Linked DNA regions of Sus scrofa: region 1 is linked to region 2. A link is a contact called in public HiChIP or PLAC-seq data. All regions are on one chromosome and are shown on one strand. Each heading gives the region's core, a stretch centred on a gene start, on an enhancer-like site or on the middle of the called end of the contact. The rest is flanking DNA. Distances are from core to core; before and after follow the strand shown. Region 1 holds the start of TPM2 (tropomyosin 2 (beta)). Region 2 holds the start of LOC100525024 (protein FAM205A-like).

What was found. HiChIP or PLAC-seq counts read pairs in DNA pulled down with a chosen protein or histone mark.
Region 1: a contact with region 2 is called in an H3K27ac HiChIP or PLAC-seq map of skeletal muscle. The contact joins the promoter of TPM2 here to the promoter of LOC100525024 in region 2. A contact is called at or near these places in 1 of 47 Hi-C or Micro-C datasets (skeletal muscle) and 1 of 2 datasets of contacts at active chromatin or transcription factors (skeletal muscle).

Annotation. Positions count from the first base shown.
Region 1 is chr1:236,406,151-236,413,424 of Sscrofa11.1, forward strand. TPM2 (tropomyosin 2 (beta)) reads right to left here and starts at 3,466. Exons shown (of 9, transcript NM_001129947.1): 1 at 3,255-3,466; 2 at 2,699-2,824. The coding sequence starts at 3,368.
Region 2 is chr1:235,792,650-235,799,709 of Sscrofa11.1, forward strand. It overlaps LOC100525024 (protein FAM205A-like), which reads right to left and starts at 4,554. Exons shown (of 5, transcript XM_021065319.1): 1 at 3,391-4,554. DNAJB5 (dnaJ homolog subfamily B member 5) reads left to right here. Exons shown (of 5, transcript XM_005654514.2): 3 at 1,525-1,769; 4 at 4,563-5,164; 5 at 5,301-6,736. The coding sequence ends at 5,534.

The DNA.
Region 1 (7,274 bases), core at 2,216-4,715, 610 kb after region 2:
CTCCCTGCTCCAGGGCCTCCTCTGGCACTGTGCATAGTCTCCCAATGGTTATCTGCAACTGGTCCTTCTGTCCTTCCTGAGAGCACTCCAAGTGCTGGGACCAGGTCTGAGGCAGCCCTGACTCCACACAGAGCCTGGCCCAGGTAAGGGGTGGAGAAGAATCAGGCCAACCAGACCGCAGTGCTGCTAAAAATAGCCAATCCCAGAATCAAGCTCCCTGACGTCACTGGCTGCCAGGCAGACGCCCAGCGAGAGGCTCAGGAGGCAAGCCAGGCCTATATAGGACATCCATGGCTGTAGCAAGGGGCTCCCTGCCAAGGCCAGAGGCAACTGGGGGCAGTGCAAGGGCAGTGCGAGTGGCAGATACTCAGCCCCTGATCCTGCGGTATAGAGGCAAAACCGTGGAAGTTTTGGAGAAGGTCCACAGAAATTGATGATGCCTTGAGAAAAAGGACAGAGCAAGAAGGGCCCCAAGGAAGGAAAATGAGAGAAGCGCTGCAGTTTGGTCTTAAGAACATCAGCTCTGAGTCAGACTGTTGTCTTTGAGCCAGGGCTCAGCCACTCAACGCTTGTGTGACCTTGGGCAACAGATTTGGCCTCACTAACCCTCAATTTCTTCCTTCTAAACCAGAGTTAACAATAGCAGTTCCTCCTTTGTAGGCTATTCTCAGATAATGCAGTGCTTTTAATAGTGGGTTAAGAGGACCATATGGGAGGTGGCTGTTACAAACAGGTGCTCTATCTCCATGCTGGAGCCACTGAACTGAGATCTCCAGAGCAGAGTCTTAGAAATCGTCCATTTTTTTTTTTTTTTTTAATCTTCCAGGTGATTCTGATGATAAGTCAACCTTGGGAAATAATAAAATAATATGCAGAAAGCACTTATGCACATTGCCTGCACAGAATCCACACCTCATAAATATTAGGTTATCCCTTGTCTCTCCCTCAAAGACAAAAACATAGGGACCTTGAAATTTGAGATTGGAAAGGAGAACAGACCAGTGTACAGGAAGGAGAGAGTGAAAGGGAAGAGATGGGTGGCAGCTCTGGGGGCAGAGGGGGTAGAAAGCAGGTCCTGAGTGATACCAGAGGGCAGAGGAAACAGCACCATATATAGAAAGTAGTTGCAGCTTATCCTTCAGGTGCTGAAAGCCACCTAGAGTGACAAGAGCCCATCCTGGGCACAGGGCCGGATGACTCAGTGTGGAAGGATTCTGGGGACAGCACTGGGGGTTGGGAAGAATGACTCTGGGGGACACAGGAGGTCTATTCTAGAGAGAGAGATGAAGGTCTGTAAAAGACTCGCTTCATAGTAGTGGGGTGACAAATGACTGGAGAATCTGGGAGATCCTAGGGCCTGCATCACAGGATTGACTTTTGCCATTTTCTGCTTCTTAAGCTCTTCCCAGTTCTGGATGCTACTCTCTAACCACAGGACAGGCACTGCTGTCCCCACTGGACTAGTGGGAAGCAAGAGAGTAAAGGGAAACTGAGGCACTGTGTAAGTTAAGTGCTGTGCTCAAGGTCACACAATAAATTTGGGCAGTTTCTTATCTACTCCTCACACTGCCTCTCTGCTTCCCTAGCTCTGTCCCTGGCCTCCCCAGCTCCCCTCCAGCCCCCACTCAGCTCCTTGGATTTCCAGTCCTGCCTCCAGCTGCACTGGGCCTTGGTTATTTATAGACTGTCAGATGCCCGGGGCCATCTTCACTAGCAGCTGCAGGGCAGCTCCCTCCCAAGTGCCAGGACTGGTGAAGAACAAAAACCAAAGGCTGGAGGTCAGAGAAACCAATCTTGGGGGGCTTGGGGGGATGGGGAGCACGGCTAATGGTCAACACAAACCGTAGTGTCTTCTTTCATCTCGGCCGTTCAGACCATGCTCGTGCTAATCCCTGCATCCACCCAACCACAGGCTCATCTTAAACAATCCTGGGTGGAAGGCAAATGGGGAACCTGAGGCAGAGAAAGTACCATTGCCAAAGTCTTATGGCTGTTCTCCTACCTTAAGGTGGGGGCTGGGAAGAACAGGAGGTAGAGAAGTCTGGTTAGGGGGTGTGAGGTGGGCAGAGAAATCTCAGAGTGAACAGGAGCTGCCAAGGTGGTTGCCTTGGCATTAGTGGCCCTGTCCCTCTGCCCTGTGGCCTGGCATGGTCTCAAGACTGACAGCTTAATGAGGGTAAATGAGGGACCGTTAGAACCTGAGCTGGGGCGCCAGTACACAGCAGGGCCACTGGAGCCAGAGGTCAAGGCCAGGGAATTTCTAATGGCCCCCCAGCAGTGTAACTCAAGTCAAGGCCCATCTGTGGATTCCTCTCCCCTCCTCCTGCCTAACAGCACCTCCACCCACACCCCATACCCCACAAATGTAGCTTCAGTCTCCTCTCCATCTTCAGCTGGAAGATTAGTTGAGGTGGATGGTAAATTCTTGTGCCACCCGCCCCCGCGATGACTCACTGCTTGATCACTGTGCCTTCTAAGAGCTGGAACCAAATGGAATTAAAATGTTGTGTTCTCAGGGGGAAGTGGTAAGTGGTTTTGATTTACCCACTGTCTTGGATTAATTGTGCAAGCTTGCCCTGGCCTGCGTTCCTGAGAGGAAACCGTCTCTGTCCTGATGGTGAAAGTCCCTCTCATCCCCATGTCTGGAACCCCTCCCAAAGCACTGAGTCTCCTACTGTCCCCCCAGGTTCACACTCACGTCGGTGGCCTTCTTTTCAGCCTGCTCCAGTTTCTCCTGGGCATCCTTCACTGATTCGGAATACTTTTCCACCTCATCCTCCGTCCCTTTCAGCTTCTTCTGGAGGGCCTGCTGCTCCTCCTCCAGCTGGGAGAGAGATGCCTCAGTCAGCCAGGCCCAGGCCCAGGCAGGAGGCAGGGGTGTGTGTGAGGGGTACTAAGAGATATATAGAGGCTGACAGAGAGGAAGAGGGATAGCAGAGGAGGGTCAGGGCAGCTAGGGGTGTGGGAGGGAACTGGTGGGAGTAGAGAGAAAGCTTCCAGCCCCAAGGAGCAAGGCCCATCATGGCTCTGTAAAGGGAGGAGTGGAAATTAGGGGACTGGGGCTCCTCGGACGAGGGTGGGTGAGATGAAGTGTAGCTCTGGCTAGGGCCCTGGGGGTACTGTGAAGGCCCAGCCCCCACACTGGATGGTAGCGAGGCTTGGACGGCAGGCCAGAGGCTGGGGAGCACAGAGTGGCACAGGCTGCCCTTGTTGCGGATTGGGGACAGAGGTTACACAGAGCCTGGGACCCCCACCTGCTTGCAGCGGTCTTCAGCCTGCTTCTTGTCAGCCTCCGCCTGCTCAGCACGGTCGATGGCATTCTCCTTGTCCAGCTTTAGCATCTGCATCTTCTTCTTGATGGCATCCATGGTTGCTGTTGGGGACCGGCCGGCCGGCGGGCAGTGTGGACCGGGCGAACGGGACTGGCTGTGCTGACTGGGCGCACGGGTGGCGGACGAGGAGGACCTAGCGGGGCTGGGACGTCCCAGCCGCGCGGGCGCCTAAAAGGCTGGGAGGGACCGGGCGGAGCCGGGGGCCAGGACCCTCCCCCATTGCAGCCCAAACCTTGTAGGGGCAGAAGCACAGCAGGGTTGGGGGGGGCGCGGCCACCCCCTACGCCCACCCCTTCGGAACCGCCCCCTAGGGCTCCGCCTCTCCCTCACCCCATCCCCCCCAGCCGTCGGAAGGGAAAGTAGCTGGACGGTCTGCTGAGAAAGACACTAGCGCTGTGGAAGGGAGGGGACCTTGGGGCAGGGGGCTCCGTGCTTCTTCTGAGTGACAGCCTGGCCCGGTGGCAGCTGCGGCTGGGGCCCCTGAGGCTATTTCAGGGCTTGAGCTCACGGCAGCTGCCCCAAGCGCAGGGACCAAAAGGCCCCCCCTCAACTGCAGCAGCCGCTGCCCTTAATTTAGAAGTTTCCTGTAAATCCCCTCGGATTAAATGTCTCTTGGGAGGCGGGGCTCCTCCGCAGTTTGAGTGCCTCAGTTTACCCCAGTCCCAGATGCTGGGTTTTTGCTACGGACATGGTGGTGATAGTGGAGAGTCTTACCAGAGACTTGGGGAAACTGAGGTAGGAGGCGAGCCCAGAGCCCCGGCAGCCCTTCGGAGCGAGGACCGGCTTGTTGCCCCCGAGGGCGGGCCTGACCTCTCTTCCCCTCGCTTCCCCTTCCAGCCCCTGCCCCTGGAGCCAGGGCCCCTCCTCTACCATCGCCGAGCACGCAGAACCCGGATCCGCGCCCAGCCCGCCCCGCCCCCCACGTGCCCCGCATATTTTCCGCGGCCACTTCTGCCCCGCCGGACCCGCGCTCCCCGCCCCCATCCCCACCCCCACCCGGGACGAGTCGCTCTCCGTCCCCCTCCTCACCCCGCCTCGCGGTCCACCGGCCCCACCGCCCGCCCCCCACTCACCCCCACCCATCCCGATTTCCCCTAGCTTCCCTGTGCGCCCTCCCTTCTCCTTCCATTCTCCTCCCCTTCTCCCTGCGGACTCTCCTCCCTTCCCCTGTGGGCCAACTTTACGCTGAAATTTCTTTTCTGCCCTTTTTTGGGATGTTTCCCGTGGGGAGGCGGGGCCGGAATGGGGCAAGGAAGGCAGGGGCGAGGGCAAGAGTTACGGAGCTGCTGGGCGTCTGGAGCTGGGGGTGAGATGTTCCCTCTGACCGAGGCCGCCAGAAACAGCTCCCGGAGCCGGGAGCCGTGGCCTAGGGTCGGGAAATCGGAGGCACCCGTGCGAGGCTGTTTGTTTTCGCTTTTTCCTTGGGGTGGGGTGAGGGGAGAGGAAGTGGAGAGCCGCCTTGGGGTGGGGGGAGGGGAGACCAGGGTAGGCAGAGGAAGCCTCGCTCCCCAGGGGCAGGGGGGCGGGAGGCCTGGCTTTTGCTGGCTGGGTGGGAACCGTGGGAACCATAGGTCCACGGCCAGGGGAGGTGGGGGCGGAAATGTATTTAGATCTGCTTAGTGGACCGATGCTACACATGGAACAAACTTGACCTCTGTCCCCTCCTCACCCACCTCCCGGTCCACCGGCCCCACCGCCCGCTGGTGTTCACTCCATCTCCCTGTTCTCCCCAAACTCTTGGAAGAGTCTTCCATCCACCCTGTAGCCAGTGCCAGACCTCTCACTTCCCACAGTCCCTTGATCCTGTAGGTTCTGCTCCTACAAATGAGCTTCTTCCACTGAAGTCTCCTCCTCAGGCAGCTCCTTATATTACCTCCTGCCTGGGTCTGTTGTGAACTCCTGACTCCCCCAACTCTCCTCGACCTTGTTACACAAAGATCTTTGAAAAAGTTGGTACAAGTAGGACCCTAAGATGCTCCAAAAGCCCCTCCCTTCGCCCTCCCTCTTTTGCCAGTAAAAGTCACATTTCTTAATATGGTGTATCAGGCCCTTTGTTTTGGCACCTGCCTACCTCTCTAGCCCTACCTCCTTTCAGTTCCAACCTCACTCTCAGCACACAGATTTGTACTTCATGTAGCATTCATACTGAGCTAAGTGCAGGAGCTAGAAATCACCAAGCTTTTCTTAAAAGTTACCACCATTTTTTTTTTTTTAATTCATTTTTGGTCACCAACACTGGATCCTTTAACCCACTGTGCTGGGCTAGGGCTGAACATGAGTCCTGGTGCTGCAGAGACACGGCTGATCTGGTTGTGCCACCATGGGAACACCAAAGCTACCGCTTTATACATTCTGTTATATATCCCTAAAATGCCCTTCCCTTGGCTGATTCCTGGTGGCTGTAAAGACTCAGACCGTGTCAACTTTTCTGAGGAGGCTTCCCTAGCCTCTTCCCTTCCCACCCTCTGCATGTAATAAATGCTTATTCTTGGGGCAAGCTCCTAACAGTCTGTCTCGGCATAGTCCCTGTTATGACTGTTGTTATACCTGTTTGCCTAGTGGTCTGTGAGTTCTCCAGAATGCCAGGGCCTATCTTTTTCTTTTTTTCTTTTTTTTTTTAGGCAAGAAATAGATTTATTAGGATAGGACGCTTGCGAAAGATGCAAGCGGGCAGGCACTGAAGCTCTGCCCCCAGGATCCGTGGGATACAGTTATTATCAGCCAAGGGGAGTGGCTATCTTTTTCAATTCTAAATCCCCAGTGCCTGGCATAGCCTCAAGCATAGCGTTGGCATTTGATAAACATTTGCTAGTGACTTTTTTTGTGCACCAGGTTCAGGATACACAATGATACTCTGTGGATCTAGGGGAACTCATGGTCTGGTGGGGCAATTCTCAAACTTTGGTCCTAGAACCCCTTGACAGTAGGGTTTGAAGATCAAAAAGCTTCTGGTAGAGTGGGTAATATCTGTCAATACTCACCATATTAAAATGGAAACTGGGAGTTCCTGTTGTGGCTTAGCAGGTTAAGAACCTGTCTAATATCCATGAGGATGTGGGTTCGATTCCTGGCCCACTCACTGGGTTAAGGATCTGGTGTTGCTGTGAGTTGTGGTGTAGGTGGCTGATGCGGCTCGGATCTTGCACTGTGGCTGTGGCATAGGCCAGCAACTGTAGCTCCATTTCAGCCCCTAGCCTGGGAACTTCCATATGCCAAAGGTGCAGCCCTAAAAAGAAAAAAAGTCACTATATTCACCTCCCCAAATTAGTGAGAGTATGGCAGTTATACATTTTCGCAAATTTCTTTAATATCAGGCTTGATAGAGGACAGTTGGATTCTCAAAATCTACTTGTGCTTTCTATCTGTTGCTGTGTATTTGTTGTTTGAAGTACTATATGTGAAAAAAAGTCTAGTCTCACACAGACACATAGTTGGAAAGGAGAATAGTATACAGTTAACCCTTAAATAAGACAAGGGTCTGCAAAGTTGAAAGGTCATAACTTAGCCCATTGTATGCTAGGTTCCTGTGTATTATAATTCTGCCTCCTTAGATTGACCCAGCCTTGGATCATGTAATACTGTAGTAAGCTATCTTTTGATCCACATATAAGTGGACCAGTGCAGTTTACAGTTTACAGTGGCATTTGTAGCCTTTTCAGGTAATTGTGGATATTCTTCTTTGATACATCAACACTTGCCAGATGGTATTCTTTTAAGCGTTAGTTGTAAAATCCATTTTACTCGAAACCCTATCAATAACCTTTTGGTACACATTGGTGGTATTGCACTTTGGTTGGATCTTATATTTAGGGATAATTTTTTTTTTTTTTTTTTTTTGCTTTTTAGGGCTGCGCCCACGGCATATGGAGGTTCCCAGGCTAGGGGTTGAATCAGAGCTACAGCTGCAGGCCTACACCACAGCCACAGCAACTTGGGATCTAA
Region 2 (7,060 bases), core at 3,304-5,803:
CTCCCCCATATGCTCTTTCTCTGCCTCCCCCAACCCCAGCCTCCCCCACCAGGCATGACATGATGGTAGGGGGGAAAGGGGGAGTATCCGCCCTAATGGAGACTTCTCTTCATCAGAACGAGGTGACTCCCAGAACCATGAGTCAACCCAGCCACCTGCAACAGGCCATGTGGGGGCAGGAACTAGGGCCATTGTCACTGCCTACCTGGGACCTTGAGGTCTGCCCTGACCCACTGAAGCCCTCACTGCTGCCAGAAAACCCTGTATACTTCTCTGAAGCAGAGGCATAAAAGCAGGCCTCAGCTGTGGCTGCCAGCCTAGGACATTGCTAGAAAGACTCTGGTTCTACGGGCTTTGGCAGGGGTTGGCCAAGTTTCAGAAGGGTTGGCAGATGGCTTCTGGTCATTCCCCCAAATAGCTCTAGCTACAGAAAGTTCCCTTCTCTCATATCCATTGCAGAGACATTGGTGGAGGGAGATTAAAGTGGAAGAACTAGAGCCCTGTATTTCTCCCTCTTATAAATAACAAATATCTCTGCACCCAGCATGGAAGGAACTATCAGAGGAGTGTGGGCCTGGCACTGGGCCAGGTCCTAAACCATAGGGCAGGTGAAAGGAAAGGACTGGTAGAGAATGTATTAAGGAAATGGTGGTTAGTGCCCAGTTGTCTCCTAACAACTATTTTAAAAGGCCCTACCTATCTCCAGAATGCTTTTGTTCACTAACAATGAAGCCTAGGTGGCACAGACATATCTTATACATAGTTTTGTGTGTAGACATTGGGAAATGAGTAAAAGGAACTGTTGTCCTGGTTGGGGAAAGGACAGTGTCACACACTCACCACTCCCCCGACTAATGAGGGAGTTAGAAACAGCAGTTTCCAAAGGCTGTGAGTCATCCTCTGATCTGAATCACACGTGAGACTTAGCATGGTTTGAGGAGCGGGGGCAGGGAGGCCTGGGGTCTCCAATGGCCGAGAGAAATCCAGGCACCCACACCCTGACTCAGCCTGGCTGGCCAAGGTAGCTGGCAGAAGACCCAGGCCTGTTCCCAGTCCTGGGCCACTGCCCCAGCTGCCCTTAGTCTGGGCACCATGCCTGAGCCATGGCGTAGGAGACCACGATGCTCAGGTGACCTCACCCAGAGCACAGATCTTCACCAGCTTCTGTGTGTGGATCTGTCAGTCCATGGTGCCACCTCACTCTGCAGGGCTCTTGAGGATCCTCAGTCTGACCCAAGGACCTAGCCCTTAGTTTAGCCCCAAGAAGTGGGCCACAGCCCCCAGCTTCCTGCTGGGAAGGCCCAGGAGCTAAGAAAAGAATCACAGAATACTAGAATGTCAGAGGTGGAAGAGATCATCTAGTCCAAACCTTTCATTTTACTGATGGAGAGACAGAGGTCCACAGAACAGGCATGACCTGCTGAAAGTTACACAGTGAGTCGTTTAGGGATTGCAAGATCATCAGGAACAGTACTGGGGTAGAAGGGAATAGGGGCATCAAGGATTGGCCCTGGTTTCTTTCAGAAACAAGGAGACCAGTGCCGGTCCAGTGGCTGTGATGGGGAAGGATTACTACAAGATTCTTGGAATTCCGTCGGGAGCCAACGAAGATGAGATCAAGAAAGCCTATCGAAAAATGGCATTGAAGTACCACCCAGACAAGAACAAAGAACCCAATGCTGAAGAGAAGTTTAAGGAGATTGCTGAGGCCTATGATGTGCTGAGTGACCCTAAGAAACGGGGCCTGTATGACCAATATGGGGAGGAAGGTAAGAGGACAGTGCTCCAGCCAGATACTGGACACCTGTTCTTGTCTGGGGTCCTGGGTAACCCAGTGCTCAAAGCAGGGAACTGGAGACTGAGCAGGGGGTGAGGGAAACAAGTGTTCCCAGCACTGACATCCAGAGGAGAGAAGAGACCACCCGCTATCCACCTCAGCTCACCATAGTTCTCTCTGCCTCTCTCTACCTCTCTCCCTCCTCAAGTCCAGGCCTTAGAGAAACTAGAGCCAGAGGCCTTCCCCGCCCTGCTTTTCTTCCCAGCCTTATTAGTCCTGCCTGAAGTCCCTGCTGCTTCATTGGCTGATGGAGAAGGTTAGGAAAGGGAGTGTGTGTGGCTCTCTGAGGACAGAGCATTTATAATCATCAGCATAAAAGTTTGGCCCTTAAGCAGCCTGGGAATTAACCACTGGAGCTCTGAGCTAGAGATGATTGTCCCCTTCCCTGCCCCCTTCCTGCCCACTTCAGGCCAGCAGAACAGAAGTAGAGTTTTGACTCCCTGAGGAAGTGGCAGGGATCCAAGAGCGGAAGGGGAACTGCTGCTGGCATCTTGCTCCCTCCCTGGGGTAGCTGGTGGCCACGCACAGGGTGGCAGGAAAGGCCCAAATAAAGCCTCTGAGAGGCGGCTCCTCCCAGCACATCCCACGAGCGTGATGTAGCTGCTAATTCTGGGCCTGCCCCTCAGGGCCGCCTGCCACCCGCCAGCCACAAGCACCTGTCAGGCTATATTAAGAGATATTGTCACAGCTGAGGACTCTCCTTCCCAGGAGGAACTGTCCTTCCTCCCTAAGAGCATCCACGGTGTCCTCCTTACTCTCCCATTCAAGCCTCAAAATTAGATGAGCTGATGATCTGACTGTATCTGATACAAAGCAGGTGCTCAAAAGAATGTTTTTCCTTTCCTCTTCCTTGCTTTGTGTTCCATTCCCCTATCCTCTGTGCACCCCAGTCCTCCCAACCCCCTCTTCTTATTCTCCATGCCACTAGTTCCATTTTTTTTCCCTCCTTACCTACTAGACTTGCCAATTCCCAGATTCACCAGGCATCTGCTGGAATCCCCATTATTGTCTCAGCTAAGAAATGTTTCTCTCCCCGGGCGGAGGGATGGGAGGGGTAGTGGTGTGAAAGAGGGAAGCAGTGCAGACACCATGCCACCATGTGACCTGTCTAGGAATTACACCCATTCTTCTGCTCAGCCTCATCTTTATTTAGGAAGAAGGTGGGAGCTGGGCCCTCCCTTCCTGCATGACCAAACAGAAGGGCAAAGCTCAGCCCCTAGATCCAGACACCGCTTCTAATGCAGATCTACATCCCAGGAGGGCTCCTAAGGATGCAGTACAACCTTAAAGAGACAGCCAGGGCCTGGGAAGGGAGTAGCAGCCTTGGAAATGCAGGTCGTATTTTTGTCCACCTTGTCCCCTCCTTAGTAGCCAGCCAGAACAGTTGTGCACATAGACTCTGTGTGCCACCCTAGCTGGGGACAAGTTGTTCCCAGCTTGTAAAGGGTGTGGTAGAGGTACAGCAGGAATCCCTACAGAGAAATTACCCCCTCTTGTCATTGTTAGTCCAACCTCCCTCTCTCACTGAGCTCTGCCATGCTTCTTAAACTCACCTGATAATCAGATCCTCAATAGAAGGAAAAAACAGACTTTGAGTTTTAGGGGAGGGGTGAAGAGGCAGCTGCCATGAGTCTCCGAATTGCTTGCCACTTGGCCTCTCTAATGAAACACAAAGCTCCTCTTGTAGTCCCAGGAAATAAGAAGCTAAATTAGGCTCAGGCATCAACAGCCAATGAAATTCTAGATAAAGGCCTCAAAGAGATGAGTCCTCTCCCCTAGTCTGAGCCCCACCACTGAGTTTATGTGTTCTAGATAATTTCTCACTGTTAATGCCCCCCCTTACTCCTCCCTATACCCCGCTACTACTCCCATCACAGCCACTACCATCCTCCCCATGAAGAATGCCTCCAGGAATCTAAGCCCCTAGATAGAACCTGACTCCAGAGAGAGCAGCTGGGGTCACCACCCACAATGTGCCAGCTCATTCATGCATTTTGGCTGTTCTGACATTAGGTATGGGGTGTGAGGCTTAGTGTTGTATAACTCCAAGGAGCTCCATTCCCATTGCAGTCTATGCCTGTCCAGTGTGTAAATGGCATCGTCTGGAGTTGTGCAGTACTGTGAGTCCTGAGTGTGGGAACGAAGCATTTGCAAATCTTTTGTAGACAAAGAGCTCCTCTTCTTCAAGCAGGAGTCAGAGAAAAAGGAAACCGTGCTAGAAATAGAGTGAGAGTGGACTTCCTGCTGGACTGTATCTCCACCTTATTTGGGACAGGTCATTCATTAGCCCCTTGTATGGTCAAATTCTGTTTGACTGCCTCTTGCCCTTTGTGTCTTTGGAGATAAGCAAAAATTTAGGAACCAGGTATAACTTGCAATGTGACCCCCAGGCCAGCCATTCAAGGTTTTGTGAGACATCTTTGGGTCACATGGAAGAGATTACAGGACTGGAAGTCACATCCTACAAGTCTTTTAGTCTTAGCTTTTCCATTTATTGGTTAACGGCCTCTTTGAACCTCAAGATGTGTCTTATTACTAAACACATAATTAAGAGTAGAAATTAATCTTGCCAGTGATTTTTCTTACTCTATTAGTCCAGCCCTTGCTGTGGAAGTTAAAGTTTGCTTCTTTCTCTAGGCCCATGAATTGGGACCTAGAGGGCAAGGGGAAGAGACCGGGTGGGGCTGAGACCAGCAACATTGCCCCTAACTTCTCCTCCCTCCAGGCCTGAAGACCGGCGGTGGTTCATCAGGTGGCTCCAGTGGCTCCTTTCACTACACCTTTCATGGGGACCCCCATGCCACCTTTGCCTCCTTCTTTGGAGGCTCCAACCCCTTCGATATCTTCTTTGCCAGCAGTCGTTCCACTCGACCTTTCAGTGGCTTTGACCCAGATGACATGGATGTGGATGAAGATGAGGACCCATTTGGCGCTTTTGGCCGCTTTGGCTTCAATGGGCTGAGTAGAGGTCCGAGGCGAGCCCCAGAACCACTTTACCCTCGGCGCAAGGTGCAGGACCCACCTGTGGTGCATGAGCTGAGGGTATCCCTGGAGGAAATCTACCACGGCTCCACCAAACGCATGAAGATCACAAGGCGGCGCCTCAACCCTGACGGGAGAACTGTACGCACCGAGGACAAGATCCTACACATTGTCATCAAGCGTGGCTGGAAGGAAGGCACCAAGATCACCTTCCCCAAAGAGGGCGATGCCACACCTGACAACATCCCTGCCGACATCGTCTTCGTGCTCAAAGACAAGCCCCATGCACACTTCCGCCGAGATGGCACCAATGTGCTCTACAGCGCCCTGATCAGCCTCAAGGAGGTGGGGCCTGGATCCAATTGTATGTGTGTTTATGGGTGGGGGGTGGCAGTGATGGAGACATTCTTACTCCAGTTTTTCTTCCCTTCCCAATTACTCTACCGTACCTTTTCCTCATTCTCTGTCTCATTTTCCCCAGGCACTGTGTGGCTGCACCGTGAACATTCCCACCATTGATGGCCGAGTGATCCCTTTGCCCTGCAATGATGTCATCAAACCAGGCACCGTGAAGAGACTCCGTGGGGAGGGCCTTCCCTTCCCCAAGGTGCCCACCCAGCGGGGAGACCTCATTGTCGAGTTCAAAGTTCGCTTCCCAGATAGATTAACACCACAAACACGACAGATCCTTAAGCAGCACCTACCTTGTTCCTAGGCTCTGCCCCAGCCAGTCCAGAGTCTACCACAGCAATACCCCACACACACCCCATCCAATGTGCACCCAGCTTGATGTCCACTGGACACTGGCAACCTTTTCTAAAATGCAAAAAAAAAAAAAAAAATAGCCACTGGTTTTCAGGAAAAATATTCCTGTCCCTGACCCCTTTCAGAGCTGGGCTGCCCTGGGGGAGTGGGAGGGAGGGAGTTGGGGAGAGTTAGCCCAGACCAGGGGTCAATTTTCATGTCACTATCTTTGAATCCAGTTCCCACTCCAGTGGCTGGAGAGTGACCCGAGTGCTACTTGAAGATATAGAGATTCCCTGTCCACACCTGTAAATAGCATGTCTTTCTTCCCCTCTCAGCTTTGCTAATACCTCTCCTTGCCCTTCCCTTCAGCTTTCTCCTGTTGGTGGAGGAAGAGGATAAAATGGACATTGCTTTCCCACCTCAGTACCACCCCCAAGTCCACAGTGTCCAAGGTTACCACACACCACACATATTCATGCACACGAAGCACACACCTAGAGTCGTGTGTGCCTCTCTGGGGTTGAGATAGGAAGGGAAGGTCCATAACCCATGAACTGGGCCACTGAGCACGAGACACTTTTCATTTGCGGCAGGGAGGTGAACAGGGCCCTCAGCAGTCTCCCTGACAGCTCCTCTGCCAAGACCCTGCAGAGCTGGAAGGTCTGTCCTCCCCGCTGCTCTCAGGAGTGTGCAAGGGTAGAGGGAGGGGAAGGGGCCTGCTGTATTAAGGCTAAGAGGTGGAGGGCAGGGTCCATCTCCCAGCCTTCATCAGGAAGGGAAAGGGTTTTGGGGTCAGGTGGCAGCTATTCCCCACCAAGAGATTCAGGGTCACAGGTTTCTCCCCACACCTCTGAACTCAGGGCCTAGCCACCCCTAAACTTCCAAATCCCATTTTTGTGATATATGACACTACTTATTTCTTACCCTTCATGAAGACTGCGTGAGGAATTTCCAGCCCTTTGATGCCTGTGTGACCCCGCCCCTCTCCTACAGTTGTATAAAGGTCAAATAGTGAAGGAACTAGGGTAAGACTGCTTCAGCCAGGTTCTGGGGTGGAGTTTTTAGGTTTTTCTCACTTTGACAAGCCCCTGAATGTTTTTATAGTAGTTTTTTTGTATTTTTTTGTAATGACAGTATTATGGAAAAAAATAAAGTATTTTAAAAATACAACATCTGAGCAGGAACAACAAAACTGTGATGGGGACAGATATGCAGAACCACTGTCAACCTCCCTTCTGAGCCCCGCTCACCTTTAAGAAGCCCAAGCAGGACCTCAAGATAAGGTGATGCTGACTCCTTCCTTCCTCTAAGGCCAGATCCCCAGAATTTCCAAAATGTATACCCAAAACACAGCAAAGACAGAAGGTATCACTCAACTATTAGAAGAAACAAAAATATTTGGACAGAATAAATATCTTGGTTATGAGAAATAGAGACTATTCTCGAAGGATGTGCTAGCATGAAAACCAATAGATTTTTCTCTATATGGACTAG